Linked DNA regions of Gossypium hirsutum: region 2 is linked to region 1. The links are chromatin contacts, called in public Hi-C maps. All regions are on one chromosome and are shown on one strand. The core of a region is the stretch at or near the end of the contact, and the rest is flanking DNA. Distances in the headings are between cores, read along the strand shown. Region 1 holds the start of LOC121204967 (GDSL esterase/lipase At1g54790). Region 2 holds the start of LOC107949048 (RNA demethylase ALKBH10B).

The links. A called contact is a pair of places that touch in the nucleus more often than the background predicts.
Region 2: a Hi-C map of leaf shows a contact between it and region 1, with 2.0 times the contacts expected there. The contact joins the promoter of LOC107949048 here to the promoter of LOC121204967 in region 1. A contact is called at or near these places in 2 of 34 Hi-C or Micro-C datasets (both in leaf).

The regions. Positions count from the first base shown.
Region 1 is chrA08:13,284,651-13,291,885 of Gossypium_hirsutum_v2.1, forward strand. LOC121204967 (GDSL esterase/lipase At1g54790) reads left to right here and starts at 2,648. Exons shown (of 5, transcript XM_041075878.1): 1 at 2,648-2,952; 2 at 3,028-3,228; 3 at 3,308-3,477; 4 at 3,579-3,849; 5 at 3,920-4,246. The coding sequence starts at 2,712. The coding sequence ends at 4,176. It overlaps LOC121204966 (sm-like protein LSM2), which reads right to left and starts at 1,239. Exons shown (of 3, transcript XM_041075877.1): 1 at 1,007-1,239; 2 at 704-862. The coding sequence starts at 1,009.
Region 2 is chrA08:13,568,154-13,575,388 of Gossypium_hirsutum_v2.1, forward strand. It overlaps LOC107949048 (RNA demethylase ALKBH10B), which reads left to right and starts at 4,170. Exons shown (of 5, transcript XM_041075879.1): 1 at 4,170-4,945; 2 at 7,191-7,235. The coding sequence starts at 4,405.

The sequences.
Region 1 (7,235 bases), core at 1,398-3,897:
CTTAGCTAGCTAATCCCAGAACGACGAATTCAACTTGATATTCTAGAATTAAAGGGTTTTGTTCTTCTCGATAAACAAGATCATCTAAACGTTGAATTTCAAAAATTCCCATTACAGTAAACTACTTGAAATTTTCATCTACAGATAAACCCTAGAAGTAAACTTTCACTGACAACAGGGCAAAGAAATACCGTTTATGCAAAGCAGAATAGAAAAAAAGAACAACAGCTGATAACAGAAGAACAGAAATCTTTTTTAGGCTCATCGTTTCTATACTATTGGAGGATTAAAACAACGTGAACTACTAACTAGTTAACAGAGAATTCATGAAGCAGCTACATTGGAACGAATTAAGTGGTAGACATTCAGTATAAAATCAGATACAAAACAAAATTCAAATAAACAATCAGAAAGGAAAGGCAGGGCATACAAGAAACCGAATAAACCCTGAATTCAGCTTCAATCATGCCCCCTGTTTGCCATCTCCCCCACCCCCCAAACAAAAAAGAAGAAGAAGAAGAAGAAGAAGAAGGCAGATTGGGGCGAAAGGAAAGTAGGAACGTAGAATACCCAAATCATTTCTTCCAAGTAACGACTAAAATGAAAAGAAAGGAAAAAGAAACCCTAACTTTTGTTAGACAAGCTAAGTAATTCGTTCATAAACACCCATGAAAAAAAGAAAAGGAAAGGAAAGGGGGAATACCATGTGAGGATACTTGTCTTGATCGACAACCCTAGTATTCTCGAGCTTGATATTGAGGTATTGATCAACGGAGTGAAGGGTTCCTCTAATAGCCAAATCGTTCTTCAGCTCCACCGTCACTTCTCTTCCCATCAAGTCTTTGAAATACGAAAAGAACAACTGCACCAATCATAATAAAAAAAGAAAAAAAAATCAAAAGGACGCCCATTGGAGAATGAATAGAAGAACATAGTTACGAACTCAATTGAATGAGAACAAACATATGTCATATGAAGGTTTGGGAGTCCCCAAAAAGAAGAATACCATGATTTTGATTCCTCTGCGTAGAAGGAGAGGGACGGGTTTCTGGGTTTTGCTTAGATGCGATGAAAAAGAAAATTTGATGGAGCGGAGAGCCGACGATTCGATTACTTATTTTAGTAGCAATTGAGTTTCGTTGGTTAGCCAGTAATGGCCGCTTCCTCGAGCTCTCATTTTGGGCCTTGAAGCACTGCATCAGCTATCCATAAAGCATGGACTGTGGCCTTATAATTTTACACTTGGGTTCCAAACTCAGGTCAAATCCTCATCTAAATATATTGCTAGCTGGTCAAGAAAAAAAACACCTTTCTTATATTGTATAAAAGAAACAATTTTGTCATTGTAGCTCGTTTCCTTTAATTAAACAAGTAAAGTTCTAGACTTAGCTTACAATTTAGCTGTTGTACTTTCTTTGGGTTAATCTCCCCTTCTCCCATCATTTCTCCCTAACTTAAATCTCTCTGTTCCTTTGTGAGTAAATCCTGTAAGAGCCAACTTTAAGGCTGAAATGTACTTCTTGCATGAAAAGTTTGATAAAAACAAGGATTTTTTTTTTAAAAAATTACTAAATAAAATTAATATAACCATATATAATGACCCTCTTAAGCATTTTACCAAATTCTTCTCCAAACATTTGGACCAAGTTCATAGGGGTAAGCATCTAATTGAATCAAGTCGAGTTGAGTAAAAAAATTTTGAATTTATAAATCCTATTTTATCATCCTAATTTGATTTGAAATTTTTTTAAATTGAATCTAGTAAAATAAGATTTGAATCAAATAAAATTGTTTGAGTTAAATTAAAAAAATTAAACCGACCATATTAAAATTTTGTTGACCATATGACTAAATTCCAAGTTAAAGAACATAAATATAATGTGTATTTCAAAATTCTTTTAAAACAAAAATAAGAGAAAAAAACAAGATAATTAATATAATAAACTTGATTTGATAATTTACTTGTTTAATGCCTGAAATTTGTTGTTTTCATATTTTAAATATATATATAATTTAGTATTTTTTATATTTTAAAAGATTTTTAGTAATACTTATTTATAAAAATTTTGGAAAGAAATATTTTGCAAACATTTTTGGATTTTTTAATATTATTTTGAATTTTTAGCATTTTTTTAGAGGGATCAATTTGCATATTTTTAAAATTGTCATGGACTCTGAGGGTATTTTTATTAATTTGTTATTTAAGTTATTTGAATTATCGAGTTGTGAAATTTAATTCGACTTTACTTATTCGAGTTGATTTGATTTGATTCACTTAAAATTCGAAAAAAATCAAATTCTAATTATGAAATATTATTATGAGGAGGATTAAAACTGAACTGACCTCGAAGCCTTCAATGGACTAAATATGATAATAAAAACATGGAAGGAAGAGAGAAGCAGGAAAGGTGTTTTGTTTTGTTTCACAGAGATAATATATGTCCAAATCCTTTGTTCACGGATTAACTTCCGGCATATAAGACATCCTCCTCATAGTATATTAGCCATGAAGTGTTTTAATAAACAACTGTTGTCGGAGTTGAAACTTGAGGATAAAAAAAATTGACCCTTCATTTAATTTTCACTTTAATTCAACTACAAGAAATCTACATCCTACCAACCATTTTATCATCACGTGTCCTGCCAGTATAAGGAAATCAAGACAATTGTTTGCTTTTGCCAAAGATTTTGTCACAGCTCCCCCCATTTCCATGGCTCTTCTGTATATTCTTCATTCCCTTTTAAAACTAGCTTTCCTTTGTTCCTTTTGGCCTACTGTTAGCCCCTTGAGTTTGAATTATCCGGCAGTGTTCAACTTCGGTGACTCGAATTCCGACACGGGTGGATTAGTTGCCGGAAAAGCTTTTCCCATGACACAATTTAATGGGGAAACTTACTTCCATGAACCCTCTGGCAGATTCTGTGATGGTCGCTTGATCATTGATTTTCTAAGTACCTCCATTTCCTTCCATTGCATTCATATGATCCACATTAAGTTTCTGATTTTATTTTTTATTTTTTTGGCAGTGGAGGCAATGGAGTTTCCTTACATGAACCCATATTTGGAATCTGTTGGCTCTCCTAATTTTCAAACAGGGTGCAATTTTGCTACAGGAGGATCTACCATTCTTCCTGCAAATGCGGCTTCAACAAACCCTTTTTCCTTTAATCTTCAGTTATCTCAATTCTTCAGGTTCAAGAATCGAGCTCTTACATTGCTTTCTAAAGGTATCTCTGTTCATATCAGTGGACAAGCTTCTATGTTTTTTTGGGACAAGTTGAAAATGGTTCTTGTTTTTTTTTCCAGACAAGCAGCTTCAGAGTTATCTCCCCGCGGAAGATGATTTCAACAAGGCCCTTTACATGTTTGATATCGGCCAGAACGATCTCGACGGCGTATTCTATTTTTCGGCATCGGATGAACAAGTTGTTGCTTTCATTTCAAAGCTTATAACAGAACTCAACTATGGAATGAAGGTTCTGTTCTCTCTAGCCCTGTCTTAAACCAACACTGAAAGTATTATACGAGTTATAGTTCAGATGAATAACTATGATGCTTTGTATTTTTCCTTTTTCAGAGATTATATGATGCAGGTGCAAGGAATTTCTGGGTTCATAACACAGGTCCCCTCGGATGCTTGCCGAGAATCATCGCTACGTTCGGGAGAAAACCGTCAAACTTGGACGAATACGGCTGCGTTGCTTCACACAACCGAGCAGCTACCGTTTTCAACAAGAAACTCCACGATATGTGCCTACAGTTCTTAGCACAATCGCCTGAAGCTAACATCACTTATGTCGACATTTACTCGATAAAGCTGAACCTCATCTCAAACTATTCTCTATACGGTAAGCAAGCCATTAATCATTTTTTTTTTCTTTCAATGTTTTACTCCAATCGACTCGGATTTGCTTTCAGGATTCCAGCAACCATTAGCAGTATGTTGTGGTTACGGTGGGCCGCCATTGAATTTCGACACTAGGATTGCTTGTGGTGTTACCAAGGATCTGAATGGGGGCATTGTGACAGCAAATCCATGTAATAATACAGCTGAGTATATAAACTGGGATGGGACTCATTACACTGAAGCTGCAAATAGATTTGTTGCAGATGAAATACTAACCGGAAACTACTCTGATTCACCTCATTTGAGGAATTCACCATTGCTTACCTGACCAAATCAAATGCTGTTTGTATTCGATTTGTACTTTTTTATTGATTATGATCACAGTTTTCATATGACAATGGGAAGAATATAGATGAAATAATGGGCAAAATATGTTTAAAGAAAGACAATTTGTTCTGCAGAAAACCAAAAGGGTTCTTGGAAAGTGTTATAGTTTCATCGGTACTGAATATGTATATAATGAAAATTGGACCCATCAATTTTGATCTAAACCAAAAAATTCGATTTTATCAAGGGATAAATATCAATTTTATACATAAAATTTTAATTTTTGATTTAATTATAAGTATTTAAAGAAATAAATACATACATTAATTTAATCAAAATTTCAATATAAAATCAAAATTCAGGTATAAGGTTATACATTATATCAACATTTATGTATAATTTTAATATTTATTCCTCAAAAGGTAACCAACAATTCAAACCTTTCATTTGGAGCCTAAATGGACTTGAATCTAAATTAAATTAATCTGAAACTAACTCAAAATCAAATGACCCAAAATCGAAATGATTCGAACAATTAACCTAAACATGACTTCAAACTAAAGTGACCGAAACCTAAAATTATTCGAATATGTAATGATTTGATCCAAAAAGACTTGTCAATTATAGTTTGATCAATATTGAATTAAAATAGAAATTAGACCTATCAATTTTAATCCAAACCCAAACATCTGACTTGATCAATATAAACTTACACTGATCAACTAGATTTGATCATTAAAAGTCAACAACATCAACCCATTCAACTTAAACCCAAATTTACCCAAACCCCAAAACTACTCCATTCTAAATTTAATCTTAATTTGAAACTACTTTTAACCCAAAATTAACACTAAACCAAAATAATCTAAAAACTTTTAAACCTCGAATTAAACCAATCCAAATTCATCGTACAATTGACAAGTCTAACAAAAATTAGTTGATCCCAAAGTTGTTGCTGAAAACATCCCTTCATCAACTGGAAAGGTGCTTGAAACCTGGTTATGCTGAATGGGGGATAAGTGTGCCACTGCCATTAAAGAGTCTTTAAAATAACAATTAAAGCCAAACAAATAGGAGAAAAATGCAGTTTAAGCACATAGGTTGCCTAGGCAAAGGATCATTAAAGATCATATGTCCCCTCAAACACCATTGCATTCACCCAAGAACATATCATTTTCAGAGTTGCTAGCAACCCAAAATCATAAATTTTGGAAATGCGGTGATGGGTAGAACAAACAATTGACCTCTGCAATAATTAGCTTGAATGTCCATTTTGCAGAGAATAAGTTAGCATCTCAAAAAATGACAAAAGAACACCATGCATGGTACTGCTCCCAGTTTTGCTCGACGGTGATTAAAAACGAAATGTCACCAACATGCAATCTTTTTTTCTTTCATTTTATAAATATGAAAACCATTGATCGATATGGCAATTCTTTCTCATATTAAATTAAATGAAAGGTGAAAATAGGGAGAAATTAAGGAGCTTTTTTTTTTTTTCTGTTAATGCAATTTGAGGATCTTTATTTTACTTTCTCCTCTCTTTAATTGGCATGCATGATAAGGGTAGGTAAGCCATCGGTTTTGGATTGAAATATATATTACTTTTTTTGCTCAGCTGACAAAGCCTTCCGCACTAAATTTGCTTTGCAGTTTCATACTTAAGCTAATACTAGAGATTTGATGGAGAAATTTTATTATATCATTCTAAATTTAGTCAAAAAAATCTTTCAAATTCTGATTTTTCAAAATCTTGTTTCATTTAATGTGCATAATTTCACTATAAAATTTTAAAAAAAAATCCACACTTTCAACAACCCACCTGTTAGTATCTGAGCTTTGTTAAATAAAAAATAAAAAAATAAAAAAATAAAACATTGGCGGTAACTAGTTTGTAGTTTTCCTTTTGTTTTCAATAAGGTGACTGAGCTTTTATCTCTACCCAAAAAGAAGTCCAAAATTCAAAATATCTATTTTATTTAATTTTAACATTTTTATTTTTGATAGTCCTTAATTATATGATTAGAGGTTTGATTTTCACTCATGAAAATATAACACATTTCATGGATATAGAGAGCACTTGTGGTGGGCAAATTAGTCATTGTTGTTCGCGATAGATACTTTGATGACAACAAAAAATTCAATAGCCTAATTTTTTCTAAACTATTATATATCTAAACTAAATATCCACTAATATTAGCATTTTTAAATGATGAATTTTTAAGATACTAGCATTTTAAATATCTCTAAAATTTTAAAATTTTTCATCCAAACATACTCAAAGACCTTAACGAGATAATTCATCTAATTAAGGTATACATGTAATTAAGGGATGTTATACTCAAACTAAATAGACTCATATTGTAACATCCCTTACCCGTGTTTAACGCCGGAACAGGGTATGAGGCATTATCGGGCTTAATCAATCACAAGCATGCAAAAACTGGGTTACAAAATTTTGTTCAAATCAAAACTTTTCATACACATGCATAATGTCCCATACACGGGCCTACGAAGCCCTAAACATGTATATTGAAAGTAGTTAGGGACTAAATCGAGAACCTTTGAAAGTTTTGGGAAAGCTTAGAAAATTTTCCCATGAAATAAGGTCACACACCCGTGTCCTCAGGCCGTATAACTCTCTGTTTATGACGTCAGGATGCAATCGAACCACACGGCCAGGTCACACGCCCATGTCTCCAGACCGTGTCCCTCACACAGTTGAGACACACGACCGTGTCTCGGCCCTTGTAGTCAACACTTAGGGTATTTTCCAAGCCTTCATGTTACCCATAAACCTTACAACCTTATACATATCAAAACCACAATTCATGGCATCATTTTAGTGATTAAACAACCTTTATTAACATATTCATAACATTAACAAGTCCTCTTATAAGCAATGCATTTATTCATGCAATACCAAGTCTAGATTCCTTAATTCACATTCATAAGACTTGTCATCTTGACGACCACTTTTACCATTATACTATGGTTACCAACTTATACATCAAGCACTCATGTTCAACCATTATCACGTTGTTTTATAATGTGCAATTA
Region 2 (7,235 bases), core at 2,920-5,419, 290 kb after region 1:
CACATCCTGCAAAATTTTGTTGGACAAATGCAGATGTAATTGTGTTAACGCCTTTCGATCCTTATCCTTACGCTTTTTCTCTTCATCTGTTAATGTCAAAGGCATCTTATCTATCCCTAGTAGGGCATCCTCCAGATCCATCTGTGCAAGAACTACTTGCATCTTAATTTGCCACAACGCAAATCTGGTGTTGCAATCTAACAGCGGAATTTCATACTTCAAAGATGTCATTACCGTGATCGAGATGAACAACCTTGAAGCTCTGATACCAATTTGTGAAAATAAAATAAAATAAAATAACAAACAAATTTTACGTGGAAACCCTTTCAGGAAAAAAACCACGGGCAGAGGAGAAGAAAATTCACTATGTCGAAAATTTGAATCAATACAAGAGGAATAAACTATGTCTATTTATAGGCTTGTAAAGCCATATTCTAGTAGGATTGAAAGACCTTATCCTAATCAATATAAAATAGATGGAGTTTAATAAGGTTTAAAAAACCTTATTCTAAAATAAAAAAAAAAAAGATAAAAGAAGTCTAGTTCTATATGAATTTTACTTTTATTTTTTTCATCATATTTTATTTAAATAAAAATTCGGGTCATTTAATTCTAACAAAAACAAAAACAAAAACAAGAAAAAAGTTATAGTTGAAGTTGTGATATTGAACACTATCAAGTGTCCATTATTAGAGTAGCGAATAACATGATGATTTTGTAATAAATTGAGATAGGTTCCATGACAAGACATCTTTTTTCAACTTCAAATTACACGTATCTGTCCAATGGGTGTATTTTCATTACATTCCCAATTTCTATATACATATTTATGAAAATCTAAATAACGATAGAAACGAATCAAACTAAGCCTGTAAGATTTCATTCCCTAATTATTCTACATTCAACAACAATTGGTCAATCGTGTAAAGAATTGTAGTTAAAAAAGGATTTGGTTCTGAACTTTGTGTTATTTCGATGGTAAATGTGATTTTGGTTTTAGCCGTGTTATTATTAGTAATTTTCTATTTTTTATTTTAATATTATATTGTAAAGATGGATGCAAGGATTTATTCTAAAGTAAGTATCCAATGCTAAAATAAACAAATGAAAGACCAACCAATCATGAAAGCGAATGTAAATGGCATGATATTTTAAACTTTAATAATTATTATGACAAATAAATAATAAAAAAACAACAACAAAGAAGACCTAATTAAGGTTGAATCAAGCAGCATAATCCATGTCATCCAACAAAAATAACTTGGAAACAATTAAGGAAACTTCTTATAACTTTTGATTTATTAGATTTGGGAATAAGACAGCTCAACTTATTTTTTTATTAGCTGCAAAACTTTGTAATTTTCTAGTCAAAGTAGTACAAAATCCCCTATGATTGCATTTTAGTTTTTATTTTCTATGGATAAATTAATTTTTATATTTTGATCAATGAGGAAAATAATTTATCTGTTAAAATTGCATCATTAAATATTTATATTGGTGTTGAACCCTCACTCTTTACACATTTATGTAATTTGATCTCTGCTCTCTTTATTGGAAGAAAATTAAAAAAATTTGAAACTAATAAGACTAAAGGGTCAACAAAGACTTAACAATTTAAAAAAAATCAATTAAACCCTTTTAAAATTTAAAAAAGTATAAAAATTTTAAAATTATAAATTTTTATTAAAAAATAAAAATACCAACCCAATAAAGAGTAGGGGTCAATTTTTTTTAAAATCTTATGACCATTAGATTTTAATGGATTGGGATTGTTATTTTTTAATAAAATTTTTATAATTTTTGTTTATAATTTTTATGAGTTTTTTAAAAAATAATTTTTAAAAGAGTTTAATTGATTTTTTAAACTTGTTACTAAGGGCTTTTTGACCTTTTAATCTTACTAGTTTGAAAAAATTCTAATATTCTTGCAATAAAAAAGTAGAGGTCAAATTGAATAAGTATATAAAATTTGAGGATTAAAATTATTATTATATTTTATATATAAACACCAAAATTAAATGAAGAGACTATTTTTATCAGTTATCTAATATTCAGTGATTAATGTATTTATTTTTCAATAAAAGGTTAAAATACAATAAAGATATAGTAATAAAAAAAAAAAAGAAGAAGGAAGAAAACAGTAGCGGGCGGTAAAAGAGAGTGTGTGGCTTGTGATTAGTGGGGGAGGCATTGTCCGTAAATATGTTGGTTAGTTTGGTTCGGTGGCGCACAACAATGGCTGGAGAGCAGGCGCGGAGGGGTTCCTCACTGACCCTTCCCTTGATGGGTCCCGGCGCACCTTACATTCTCTGGTGTATTAAATATGTGCCAACAACGGAGGGTCCGTCGTTAAGTGAACCCCACCACCCTCCTTATAACCAACTCTCTCCCTCTCTAAAATGATGAGAACGTGGAGTGTTGGACCCACACAACATTGCCCACCTTTTGTTTGTCGTCAATGTCCATCATTTTTGTTAGCCCGCCCCCCCCTTTGGTTCGCCAACTTGCTTCGGTTGGTTGGTTCCTCCTCTATTCACTAACATTTATGAAAAAAAAAAAATTAAAATATAAAATAATTTCAAATGTCATATAACACAAACATATAAGAACATGGCATGTCATCTTCTTCACTATTTGCATCCTTTATATTCCCACGTGTTTAATTATAATAGGATTGATTGCAATGTGAGTAAAATGAATAAAAAAACATATGATATATTTTTGATTTTGTAGACAATTAATATACACATCTTTAATTTGGATTGAAGTAAATAATGGGATGCTATAGGAGTAGAGGCCAAGTAAGATAAACGTGATTGATTTATTAATGTCTTAAGATGTTAAATAATCATTTAGGTGTAAAAGCATGGATGCTGTTTCCTTACTTGTCAAACTGGTAGTACCATTAAATTATATTTCAAACATATATGGTAAATAAACATCTCCAATATTTTTGGAGGATGAAATTTGAATTATAGAATTTTTAGTAATTTTATCATTAATCCATCAAAATGTAAATATAAGGAGAAGATGAAAGGGGGATTCACATATCTAGATTGTAAATGGTGGATCGCGTTTATTAATTGTACCAATACAAGGAAGTAAAGCGGTAAATTTAGCATTTTTGGACCTACCCTGGCGCAGCCCTAGTTTGGTTTGTTAGGAAATTCAAATCTCAAATTAATTTCTACAATTCAACAGACGTTTAATGTTGGAATATCAAAATGACCAATTACTTCAATTTGAAACTTTCATTCTTTTTTACCAAAAATAATAATAAAGAAATTAGGTATCCGAATCAATTTGTCAAACTTAGGACAAGAATATTTCTTTCTAGACCCTCTGAAAAATTATAAAAGGACAATGAAAATTAAATTACATTTACTATGCACTTTGAAATAAATAATTACCTTTTTGATTTTTGGAACGTGATTTCTTTTTGTAAATAAAAAAATTCAAAGGATTGAAACGTACTATTTTTCTATTTATGAATTGAGGTAAATATGATTAAAATGAATTTTTGATTTGATTAAGTTTGACTTAAACTATAAGCCACCCTCATCAAAATTGAGATGGATCTAGTTTTAATTAAAAATTTGATAGTTAATGTAACCAATAATTTTCGCAATAAAGATGTAAATTAGGGAATGAAGCAAAGAAATGATTTTTATTTGCGTTTGTAAAGTGATGTGAAATGTTCCATGGGCATGTGCTAATGGTACTTGTTTTTGTTTCAGGTGGTTGCGTTGGACTTGGGAAAAATAATCAAATATAGAAAAAGATTTTGATTTTTTTTTTAACTCTAAAAAAAGCATAGTCAAAACTCTCAACCTCTCCTCTCCTACTGTATTTATTTAAAAAAAAAAAAGAGAGAGAGAGAGTGTGTATGGTGTTCCCCCAAAGTAAATGTAATAATGGTTAAGGTGATATCTTTGTATTTAGCCATAGAAGATGGTAATTACTCAGCAACATTTAATATTATTCATTCACGGGGTGGAATGGTAATTTCACAATGACTACAGGGTTTTGGAATTTCCATTCCTTCCACTTGGTTAAGCCACGTCACCATCTCCATAGGCTGCCATGTCACCACCTTCTGGGTGGGCACCACACGTACGGACAAGTCACTCCCTAAAAGCTCCTCAAAATATATAACCCTCTGCCTCTTCTCTAACACCAATACAATAATAAAAAAATACAAAACAAAAACCCATATTGTAGCTTCCACCATCTTGCTTTCAAAGCCTTGTTTTCATTCTCTCAACAATATCAACTGAAATATCGGCCGACAGGTATTTCTCCCAATACTCAATCTTCGGAGCATCCGGAGAGCCCAGAAGAAAAGTTGTTTCCGGCTTCCTCCTATTTGGTCAAATTAGTAAAGGGAAAGGGTGGACGGTAGAGATGCCAATGGCGGCGGGGGCAGCGACTCCGAGGGAAAGGGTTCAAGCTATGGGACCAGCAGCGGTGGTACCGATGATGCAAGCTGTGCCGGCTGTTGCTGATGTTTTGGCCAAGGACACGATCATTTCTTGGTTCCGAGGGGAATTCGCGGCGGCCAATGCTATCATCGATGCTCTTTGCGGTCATTTGGCGCAGCTTCAAGGAGGGGGCGGTGAAGGATCCGAGTACGAGGCGGTGTTCGCGGCGATCCACAGGAGGCGGTTGAATTGGATTCCGGTGTTGCATATGCAGAAGTACCACTCCATTGCTGATGTGACGGTGGAGCTGAAACAGGTGACTGCCAAGAAGACCGGAGGAGGAGATGGAATTGGCAAGGAGGAAGTGGAAGGTGGCGGTGGCGGAGGAGGAGAAGACGGCGGTTGTTTGGATGATGAGAAAGAGGAGGAGAAAGTCGCCGAGGAAGTGGTGGAAAATGAAGCAAATGGGGAAGTTGGTGGCGAGGAAGAAGAAGATTCCCCTGACAGTGACATTACTGATTCAGGTAACCTCACGACTAAAAGAAAAAAGTGATTTTCTATTATAAAGTTTGATTGTTTTTCAATTATATATATATTTACATTGATTACGATTTGTTCCTCTGTTGAACTCATTTCTGTTTGATCCTCTGGATCTTGCCTATTTTCTGGGTGTTTCCCTGTTGGAATTTTCAACGGAAAATCGGGCCAAGTTACTGGGATTCCTACGACACTCACTGTGCTTGAAAAAAACAAAACTCTGGCCTTGGTTCTGTTTTCTTCCATTATTGCCAATCGATCAGTTTGGTTACTTGAATTCTTCAAATTTGCTTTCTTTCTTTCTTGAATTCTTCAAATTTGCTTTCTTTCTTCTTTTTTCCTTTTTTATCAATCAACCAAAAAGACAAGAGAAAAATGTCGCCTTTTTTTGTCTGTTCTAATGGCAGAGAGGCGTAAGGCATTTGAATCTCAATTTTTACGGTGTTTCGTCAAGCGAGAAATTGAATCTCTTTATACCCTTCTTTTTTTCTTTCGTGTAAAAAGGCGCAATCATTTTCCTTCATTTTCCATGTAACCAAACAAAATGATGTATATTTCCAGGTTTGATCAGATATTCAACGTTTCCAGTGCCTTTTCAAAATTTTCTCTGACTTTGAATTCAACGTGGAGATTAGATCATGATGCAGGGTTTTCATTAAAAAAGTAAAAATTTCCGCCCTTTTTCTATAAGATTCTTCAAATTCACGGTTTCCTGGTAAAAAAACCAAAAGAGATGTCGTACTTTTCACGAGATCAAAATTTCCCCCTTTTTTAATTAAAAAGGTGATCTTTTATTAATATGTTTTGCATTAAAAAATGTTTTTAATGATGAAAGAGTAATAGTACAGTAGTCATATACGGTAGGCATGTTCCCGAGGTTTAAGCGACGAGTTTGAGGATTTCGAGGCCAAAACCTTAGAAAAAAACAGAGAAAGGGTTCGGCTGATTCAGTTTTACAGTTAATTTGAGTTCTCCGCCCGGGGATGGTTCCAATGATTTTAATGGTTAGGCGGCTTCTCATCTCAACCGTCTAATCCTCCAACTTTTGCATCATCATGATATCACGTGGACCGTGCTGTTTGCTTGGGGTTAGTTGTAGGAGGGGATTCACCTGAATTTCTCAACTAAACTTGCTCGACTCGAGCTGAGTCGACTCGGTTGACTGAGTTTGCTTTTCCCTGGTCATGTCGCCCTTTTGAGCGAGCGATCCAATGATGATCGAATTGAATTCCACGACAGGAAAAAAGGAAAAAAAGAGAGTAAATTTGGTATTGTTTGGAAAGCAGGTTATGGTATCCGACTTGAGGACAAGCTGCAGTTTATTCTGTCTTTATGTTGTACCTATCCTAACGCGAAATTAGTGTTCTAAAGGCCAATTTAATTAAAAGATAACACAGCTAAGTCCTACGTTAGAACTAATATTATTTTTTTAATAATAATTCAATAAAAAAAATGAAGGGTCACAGGAAATTCAACATGTTGAGGAAAACATCGACATTTGTTCTAACCATGAAGAATGTGATGCACGCCCTTCTCAAATCAAGCTGACGAAAGGTTTTTCTGCCAAGGAACATGTAAAGGGCCACATGGTGTGTTCATTTTTTTTTTACTTATTTACTGATACCTGTAATAAGATATCTCGTTTTTTATTTATTTACCGATATCCGTAATGCAGGTGAATGTTGTGAAAGGATTGAAGTTGTATGAGGACGTATTCACCGAGTCGGAGATGGCTAAGCTGAGTAACTTGATGAGTGAACTTCGATCTTCCGGCCAGAATGGGGAATTGTCAGGTGCCATCCCACTTTAAAGCCTTGCCGAGTTGAGCCTGTTTTAGAAATATTATGATGAAGATTTGAAATAGTTATCCCTTCTGTTGTAGCTTAGTTTGAAACAGGTATAGTTAGATTCATGTTTCTGCTTGATGAATTCAATGATTACCATAACTTATACTGGCTGTAGCCAAGTACTTCAAAAGAGGTCAATTTAGTTTTAGGGGTTTAGATTTGAAGTTCGTTGGGGGTGCGTTACGTGTTTATACAATGGTTGGTTGCCTTTTTCCTTTTCTTGTTTCATGTTTTAACAGGTTACCATCTAAAAGAATTTGTAGTGTGGATTGTTCATTTCATTAATCCGCAATTGCTTGTTTCAAGTGATATTCGACGAGAGACGTTTTGTCCGAGTCTCTGTTTAATCAACTTCCTACTGATTCTGCTTTTCTGGATGACTAAGGTGAGACTTTCATTTTATTCAACAAACAAATTAAAGGAAACAAGC